Linked DNA regions of Mus musculus: region 2 is linked to region 1. A link is a contact called in public Hi-C data. All regions are on one chromosome and are shown on one strand. Each heading gives the region's core, a stretch centred on a gene start, on an enhancer-like site or on the middle of the called end of the contact. The rest is flanking DNA. Distances are from core to core; before and after follow the strand shown.

Evidence for each region. A called contact is a pair of places that touch in the nucleus more often than the background predicts.
Region 2: a contact with region 1 is called in a Hi-C map of erythroblasts, with 6 times the contacts expected there. The contact joins the promoter of Stt3b here to the promoter of Ubp1 in region 1. A contact is called at or near these places in 1 of 39 promoter capture datasets (erythroid cells) and 1 of 484 Hi-C or Micro-C datasets (erythroblasts).

Annotation. Positions count from the first base shown.
Region 1 is chr9:113,929,285-113,933,477 of GRCm38.p6, forward strand. It overlaps Ubp1 (upstream binding protein 1), which reads left to right and starts at 2,028. Exons shown (of 16, transcript NM_001372510.1): 1 at 2,028-2,482. The coding sequence starts at 2,370. Gm39439 (a long non-coding RNA gene) reads right to left here and starts at 1,642. Exons shown (of 4, transcript XR_003948257.1): 1 at 1,443-1,642.
Region 2 is chr9:115,308,356-115,312,548 of GRCm38.p6, forward strand. It overlaps Stt3b (STT3, subunit of the oligosaccharyltransferase complex, homolog B (S. cerevisiae)), which reads right to left and starts at 2,113. Exons shown (of 16, transcript NM_024222.3): 1 at 1,397-2,113. The coding sequence starts at 1,701.

The DNA of each region.
Region 1 (4,193 bases), core at 778-3,277:
GGGGAACAATCATGGAGGAAGAGGGTTCCCAGACTGCCCTTCGAGAATAAAATGGGAGGCCAGAACCAAAGTCTTTTGGATAAAGTACCACATCGGACTATGCACTAACCCATTTGGCTGCCTTCCTTCCCAAGGCATGGATCGTCCCAGCATAGGAAAGATCTCCCTCCCTCCCTCTCTCCCTCTCTCCCTCCTTCCCTCCCTTTTGACCCATTTTCATTCTTCTACCATACACTCAATAAAATTAAATTAAATTAAATTAAATAAAGAGTTGCCATGGTCATGTCTCTCTGTGGCAATAGAAACCCACTGAGACAACATGCATGCACCATTTCAACCTGTTTCCAAAGAGGAATGTTTGACAGAGAAAAGTCATTTTCTTTGGGTATGGTCTTGAATAAATCTAGTTCCAATAATTTCTGTCACCAGGTCTTTCAGTAGAGCTGTGAGCTGAATTAACCTGAAAGTCCTTGCTGTTTTAAGGCAGGGTCTTGGCTGGCCTAGAGCTCAACTGTGAATACCAGGCTTCTATAAACTCACAGAGATTTCTTCCCTGCCCAGTCCTCCAGTGCACTGGGACAAAGAGCACACCCCATCACCCTGGCCCTGACCTTAGATGTTGGCAAATGTTAGCTTTCAGAGGCTGTGCTTCTACATATGTGTGAGTACTCTAGTGCATAAACTGATTAAAGAGACAAATGATAGCACAATTACACTTGTCCCAAGAATCAGAGAATTACTCCCCCTTCCCCCGTTATTTCCAACAGTTAATAATAAACCTGTCAAATGAACGTTGCTGGACCCACATCCGAATCCTTTGGAAACAATATTATGTGAAAAAAGCAATAATCGAGGGCCGGCTTGGAGGGAGCAGTTCTTCTCAAAGCTTGTTAGGGATACCCAGACACAGACTTCCATGAAGCAGTAAAAGGGAGCACTTGGGCATAGATAGGAAGTCTCTATGCTTAGTGTATTCTTTGTCTTTTGCTGCGGGTATCTGTGTGTGTGTGTGTGGTTTTTGTTTGTTTGTTTGTTTGTTTGTTTGTTTTGTCTTCGTGCTACCTGAACCATAACCTCCCGGGTTTGTTTGTTGTCTTTTGTTTTAGAAAAACACTAGTTTTCTTCACGTTAACTCTCACAGCAATTTGCATGGTTTGTGTTAGCGCACATGATTAAGGAATAACGAGGGTGTCACACACTCTTGTGCTATGTGCGTCACCAGATCTTCTGGGCTCTGCAAATTTGCTTTGTTTTGTTTTGAGACAAGCCCTTGTATATAACCTTGATTCAGCCGGAGCTCGCCAAGTAGACCAAGCTGACCTCGAACTCAGACCAGCATGCTTCTGCCTCCGGATTAAAGTTGAGTTGAGAGGGGCGGGGACCTTTTAGGGAGGGCTGACTGGCTTATTCTCCTGCCAATCAAGATCTTCTGCACAACAGACCTAGCTTACATCAGACGAGATGTACCCGCTTTTCTCTGGAGCGGGGGCAAAAGCCGACGAAAGGGTATTTCCCAGAACCGACGGAAGTAGGACCTGGAACCACTTCCTCCAGTGCGGGCCAATGAGCTCTTACTTATGGCAGTCAATTTAGTCCCGGAGGGGAAGAGCGTTTTGATTGGTGGCTCAGCCGGGAACGCAGAGGCTCACGGGAATCCATTCCGGCCGCTTCGCCGTGACTGCCCAGAAGACCTGTCAGTCAGCCGAGCGTAACCGGTCACACCTCTTCCGCCGCCAGGCCGCGACACCGCGGGGGCCGGGCAGCGCCGCTCGGCCCAGGCGCTAGTGCCGCCGCGAGGCGCGGGGCCGCGAGGGGCGGGCCTGGGAGGGGAGCGGCCGCAGGGGCGGGGCCGGAGGAGGAGGCGGAAGCGGCGAGCGAGCCCAAGCCGGAGCCGCATCGAAGCTGCGTCCGGGCCGGCGGAGCGGCGGCGGCGGGGTTGGCCGGGGCGAAGGGGCGCTGGAGCCTGGGCGGGCGGGCAGAGGGCTGGGGGGGGGGGGGCGCGGCCCGGGAGCGGGTGACGGGCGTGCCGGGGGGATGCGCGCTGGGGCTGTGGGGCGGGGCGGGCGGCGGCCGCGGGAGCGGCGCCGGGGGCGGGCGGCGGCATGAGGCGCGGGGCCGGCGGCCGCGGGAGGGCGGCGCGGCTCGCGGCCCGGTCGCTCCCGCCGCAGCTGCTGGCCCGCACGCTGTGCCCTGACAGCTGGGCCTCGGCCGCTCTCGTCTCAGCCGCGTCCCGCGCCGCCGCAGGTGACCACTCGCCGCGCCGCCGGAGGCTTCACCCGCGTCCTCCCTCAGGACGCGCCCGCGGAGCTCGGGCGCCTTCGCCCCGGACCCGGAGGCCGCGCTGCGCGGGGCGGCGGCGAGGCCGGAAGATGGCCTGGGTGCTCAGTATGGACGAGGTGATCGAGTCCGGGCTGGTGCACGACTTCGACTCCAGCCTGTCCGGCATCGGGCAGGAGCTGGGCGCCGGCGCCTACAGCATGAGGTAAGGGGCGCGCGGCTGCCTCCGCCGGGCGGGGCCTGGGCCGCGGGGTCGGGGTCCTGCCGCGTGGCGCCGTGGCCTGGGAGGCCGACGGGGGCGGCTAGCGGCGGAGGACCCCGTCGCTTCTGCCTGGGGAAGCCGCGCTAGCCGTTGAGATTGGGTCAGAGGGGCAGGGACTTTCTTTCCAAGTGATTTACGAGTCCTTTTAGCTGGAGTAGGCTGTACAAAAGGCACTGTTTCTAATGGGAAAACTGTAGCTTTTCCTACGGTGCCTGGTAGCGTGGCCTGCGACTTTCAGCCGCTTGACATTCTGATAGTAAGTTATATTGTGAGTGAAAGTAGCCCTGAGGGTTGGCGAGCGCAGTGACTTGCTTGTATAGTCTCCTGATTGAGAGTGAAGTTGGGCCCTTGCTAGGTTTCTTCATTCTCAAAGTGACTCCCCTCAGGCTGTTTCCTTTTGCAGAGGGCTTTAAGATTGTGCCACACACAATAGTTTAGTCACTGCTGTCTGCACCAGCAGCTGTTCCTTTTTGTGTAATTGGGAGAGGCGGAAACAGATAGGAGCCAAGTGTGTCTGCCCCTTACTTATCCCGAAAGAGTTGAAGAGTTCTTGGTGGCTCGGCAGCCCTTTGTTTCGATGTTGGAATATGGCTTGTGTAGGGTATGGTTTACCCAAGGAGGTAAAAAACGGAGTGGTTTTTGAAACGTGTGAATTAAGTGTAGTACTTAGTTTTCAGCAGTATGGTTGGTTGTGTAAAGTGTGCGATGTGGGCTCCCTGGGGCTCTCCTACCTTTCCTGCCGCCCAGGGGAGGTCAGAAGCATTGTTAATACCCTAAGAGAAATGCCCTGGGTCAGAGCTGGTCTGCACAAGTCCAGCCTCATCCCTGAAGCAATTAGCCTTGACTCTGGCGGGTCGGGAGGTTTCTTGGCCCGTGGAAAGAAGCGGTGGAAAACATACTAAACTAAGAATTAAGCCGCTCGCATGCATCTGACCCTGACTTGGTCTTTGCTTGCCTCCCTAAACTTGGCACCTTCTTTCTCTCAGTTGTGTAACTTGAGGGCTTCGGATGAGGCGGATTGTTTGCTAGACCAACTCTTGGTTGTTGAGGAAATTGAGCTACCGAAAGTCTAGGGATCATCTAGAGAGGACTGGAGAGTAGGCTCTTCTGGAAGTCTTCCTTTAGTGCGTGTCCTTGTCCACTGGAGAGCACAGGAGCGGAGCCCAGCCTGGTCTCCTTGCTTCAAGTTCTCAGTCAGATGGGGCTGCTGAACAGCTTGCTTATTGGTAGGTTTTAGAACTTGGCTTTTTTCTAGGATCTTCTGTGAACTTGTGCTTGGCTAACTTGTGTTTGGGGGGTTATTTCTCTGAAAAGGAAGTCAATTCTTGGTGGCAGCCTTCTCTTAATAATAATCTTTAAGGCATGCTGGCATCTTTGTGGTTCTCATCTATGATACTCCACTCAGGAAAACCTTTTCAGTGTTTTTGGCTATGTCCTTTCATATAAAATTTCTAGAGTCTCAGAAAGTGTCAGTTTTTGAGGGGACTTGTTTATTTGTTTATAAATTAATTGGGTCATGAGAAATCAAGAGGAGTTTGCCTCTTGTGCCTTTCAAGACCTTTGATTTGAAAATTTCAAGTATAAACTACTGTGAAATTGAACTGACAAGTAGACCCTCCTAGGGGCATGAGGCTTCGCTTCTGCAGGCCTCCCC
Region 2 (4,193 bases), core at 863-3,362, 1.4 Mb after region 1:
TTAATCTAATTGATTGTTTCAAAGAATACTCTATCTAGTTAGTTAAGACTTCACAAATATTCGTAGGTTCGTATGTAATCTCCACCAACATGATTTTCTCCTCTGGTTCCAAATAACATAATGGTCATTTATAAAGCAAATCTAATGTTAGAAAAAAATGGAAACCTCTTAAAATAGGACGAAAACACCTCACAGCAGGCCATCACTGTAGCTCACTGCTTCTCTAAACAGGTTTTCCTTGAGTAGGCCCCTCTGGTGTTCAATAGATATTGCAGCATAAATATTTTTCTTAAAGTACAACTTAAATCTGATACTTAACACATAAGCCCCCCCCAAAAAACTCATTTATAACCTATATATGTACTAACTCTTAAGAAGATTCTCTGTGCATTTCAAATGGTAAGACAAATACCCTACCGTTTAATTATGTCTAATTACAAGTAAGATTAGTTCAAGGTTGATAGGGCAGCCTGAAGAATAAACTAGTTTAAAGAGGCGCGCTGGCGCTCGCTCTCAATCTCTCTCTGGGGGAAAAAAAAAACAAAAAACAAAAAACAAAAAACAAAAAACTTAACTCAGGTTGGGCCAGGAGGAAGAAAGTGAAAAGCAATCTTCCCGTGTAGGTAACTCAGTGTTCGAAGTTAAGTCCCTAAAACCAGTGAGTGCCATGCAGAGCGTGCAACTTCGGCACCACAATCTAGACTCTCAGCACTGTGGTACGGCTTGCTCTCTTCTCCACAGACCTTCCAGCAGACACCAATAAAAGAACTCATGCAACCCAGTCGGATATTGTAGCAACAACGAGGGTGAGAGTTCAGCTAACAGAAAAACGATCTCGCTCTAAAAAGCAACGCAATACAACTGTGCAAATAGTGTGGCGAGCTGAGAGCACTTAAGGGCCTTAGGGGGGAAAGAGACACTCCGGAAAATACCTGGTGCTGGAAAAACACGAGGCGCTACCACTGCGCTCGCTTTCGGGATAATATTTTCCCCCCCTACATTCTAACACTCCACTCTCCCGGAAAGAAAGCATGAAACTGCGAGGCTGAGCGGACAAGGGGTTCCAGTCACCACCAGCAGCCAGAAGGCAATCCCGGGGCTGCTCCGATGGCAGGAAGGAGAGAAATGAAATAAAATGCAACAAGGCGCAAAGCTGCGGCGGAGAGGGCGTGGGGAAGGGGGCCCCCGGAGCAAGCCGGGGCGCGGCGGCGAAGAGGCGCCGCGCGGAGCCGGCCCACCCCGGCGGCCGAGGACCCAGGCTCCGCTCCCAGGCAAACTTCGCCAAGCGGGCAGGGGGCGCGCCCGGCCCGGCCCGCGGGAGACCGGGTGGGATCCGAGGGGCTCCAGACAAACGGGGACCGCGGGCTGCCTGCGGGGGAAGGGCGGGCACACTCACCACGGGTCGAACTCGTGGATGATGCTCTCGAAGCGGATGACGGCGAAGAGGCGCGAGCTGAAGCCGGCCAGCCAGGCCAGGAAGAGGATGGTGAAGGAGAGCAACGACTGCCACCCGGCCGGCTGCGACAAGCCCCCGGACAGCCCCGCGGGGGGCCCCGGCTTCGGCGCCGCCGCCCTGGACGCGCTCTGGGTTCCGGGCCCATGGTGCCCGTGGCGGCTGTTCCCCAGAGCCATGAGGCCGCTCCACGGGGACGAGTTGAGGGACGACTTGTGCTTGCTCTCCGGGGCCGAGGGCTCCGCCATGTTGTGCCCCGGCGGCGGGTCTCGCTCGTCCTCCGCGGCCACCGCCGCCGCCTGGAGCGAGGGGTGCTGGGCGGAGACCCAGAGGAGGAGGAGGAGGGCGACGGCGACGACAACGAGGAGGAGGAGGAGGCGGAGGCGGAGGAAGAGCTGGGCGCGCTCCCGCCCTCAGCACCGCGAGGCCGGGACACTGGGGGTGGTGGAGGCGGCAGCGATCCGAAGTCTCCGCCTCAACAGTGGCCGCGACCGTCGCGGTCTCAACCCAAAAGGCCCCTGCGCCCCACTAGCCATCCGTGTCCCCCGTGCGGCTGAGGAGGCGGCGGTGGCGGCGAGAGCCGACGGGACGAGGGCGCCAGAGGAGCGGCGGCTCGGAGCGGCAATGACATTCCCCCGCCCGCCCAGCCGCGAGGAGCACAAAAGGGGAGGAGCCCCCTGGAGTCCGGGCGGAGCTCAGGCAACCTTTGACTCCGCCCCCTCGCCCAACAGGAACTGGCCCCTCCGCCTGTCACAGAGCGACAGGTCCGTTAAGGGGCGGGGCCGGAATGGCGGCGTGCGCCAATAGGAGCGCGAGCGGGGCCTTGGGCGGGGCTTCGGCTGAATGGCCCTCCACCCCCTCCGCCTCGCGGCCTCCCGCCTATTCGCCGCCGGCCGTGGCTACGATTTCATTGTCAGTTGAAAGACGCGGTTTCGCGCGCGAGCCCGTTCGGGGCCCTGGGGAAGGGCACCAGGAGGTTCGGCTCGCTTCCCCGCGCGGATTCCGACTCGAGCAGCAGAAGGTCCCACGTCCCAGTCGACCGAAGGAACAGAGAGCACGGCTTGGCCGGGTGCTCGGCGGCCGTGACTTTTAACCCGCTCAGCGCGGGGCGCCCGCCACGTGACGGGGCGCGCAGGCGCGGTGCGGGGCCCTAGGCGCGTGGGTCCAGCCGCTGTGCTGAACGTGCCAGAGTGAGTGGCTGGGTCGCTACATTCTCTGTCCCCGCCCTGCTGCTCTGAAAACTTGGAGTGGGCAGATGTCGTCCGAGCTGCAGTAAGATGTAGCCAGGCGGACACACACATAAATGTCACATTCTTTTTGCTGTGTTCTCCAGGACTTTTTTTTTTTTTTTTTTTTTTTGCAGCTCAATCTTTTGACTGCAAGAATTCATTATTTACACCTGCCTACGTTCCGTCACCAAATTAACTTTTCCTGGACTGTATTAGCTATTGCCCAATTTTCACTCTAGCCAACTGAAACGTAGGAACTTTTCCTTGTCTGGGGCAGTTTGCTTGTACCTTCTCCTTCCTCCACAACTAGCTCCGCCCATCCCCAAAAGGACAAAAGTCAGAACTAAAGATCCGGAGGGTCATTGCAGTGTTAGAAGCCCTCTTGGCAGGTACAGAGGTTAATGTAGAAACAAGGGCCGGCTAATATTTCACTGGTTTCTCGTGTACATTCACAACTGTCCATCTTGTTAGGGAACACCAGAATCTTTAAAATGTGTGTAAAGATTAAGTCCTGTAAATTTGCAAAATAAAATTATGTTCCGTTGCTCATTGTCAAAGGTTAGGTAAATGAACAAATGTACCTAACTAATAGGCTCAGCCACTCCCAACCTGGTGATTAACTTTGCCGGTTTCCTTATAAAAATAAATAGACTCTCATCAGGGAAAATGAACAGCTTCCATAAATAGACCTCCTCACCACCATTTTAATATCCAACATTTATTAAACATGTAAATTTTAATGAGATTCATAGTGGAATATTAACCAATCCCTTAGAACAAAGAGGTGACATGGCCTTTCTCAGAAAAGTGCACATTAAAATGGCAGCGTTTATTTTTGCCCATGTTTCATGAGCCAATGTTCTATTAATCTAAAATAACAGAATTTATCTGACGACTCTCATTTTAGACATTTTGGGTGTCTCTGGTGTTGCAGATGTTCCCTGATGAGTTTCTCTGTCTTCTTCCTCTTGGCTGTTTAATCGCGGGAGGCCCCATGTGAAGGGGAGTAGAAACAATTAACAATAAATTATAAAACACAAGTCACCTGTGTGGGACCATCCCTTCATCTTTGTGTGTGAGAGTGGGCATACATGTACTAAGGCATAGCATGTGGAGGTCAAATTACATGCTCAGATGTTGGTCCTTTTGACACACCAGGTTAGCCTCCTGTCTCAACCTGTGGGTCTTGATCCTTGTGTCAAACTTCTATCTCCAAAAGTATTTCCATGGTGACTCATGACAGTAGCAAAATGGCACTTATGATGTAGCAACAGAAATAATTTTTATAATCGGGGGTCACCACAACACAAGGAGTTGTATTAAAGGGTCACAGCATTAGGAAGGTTGAGAACCACTGCCTCAGGGCGTTGGGATTATAGGCACCTGCGGTCATAGCCAGCCTTTTATGGTTCTGGGAATTCAAACTGAAGTCTTCATACTTGCGTGGCTCCTTAATATAAAGTGAGTTTATCTGAGAACACTGCGGAACACGGTTCAGAAACATAAGGAAA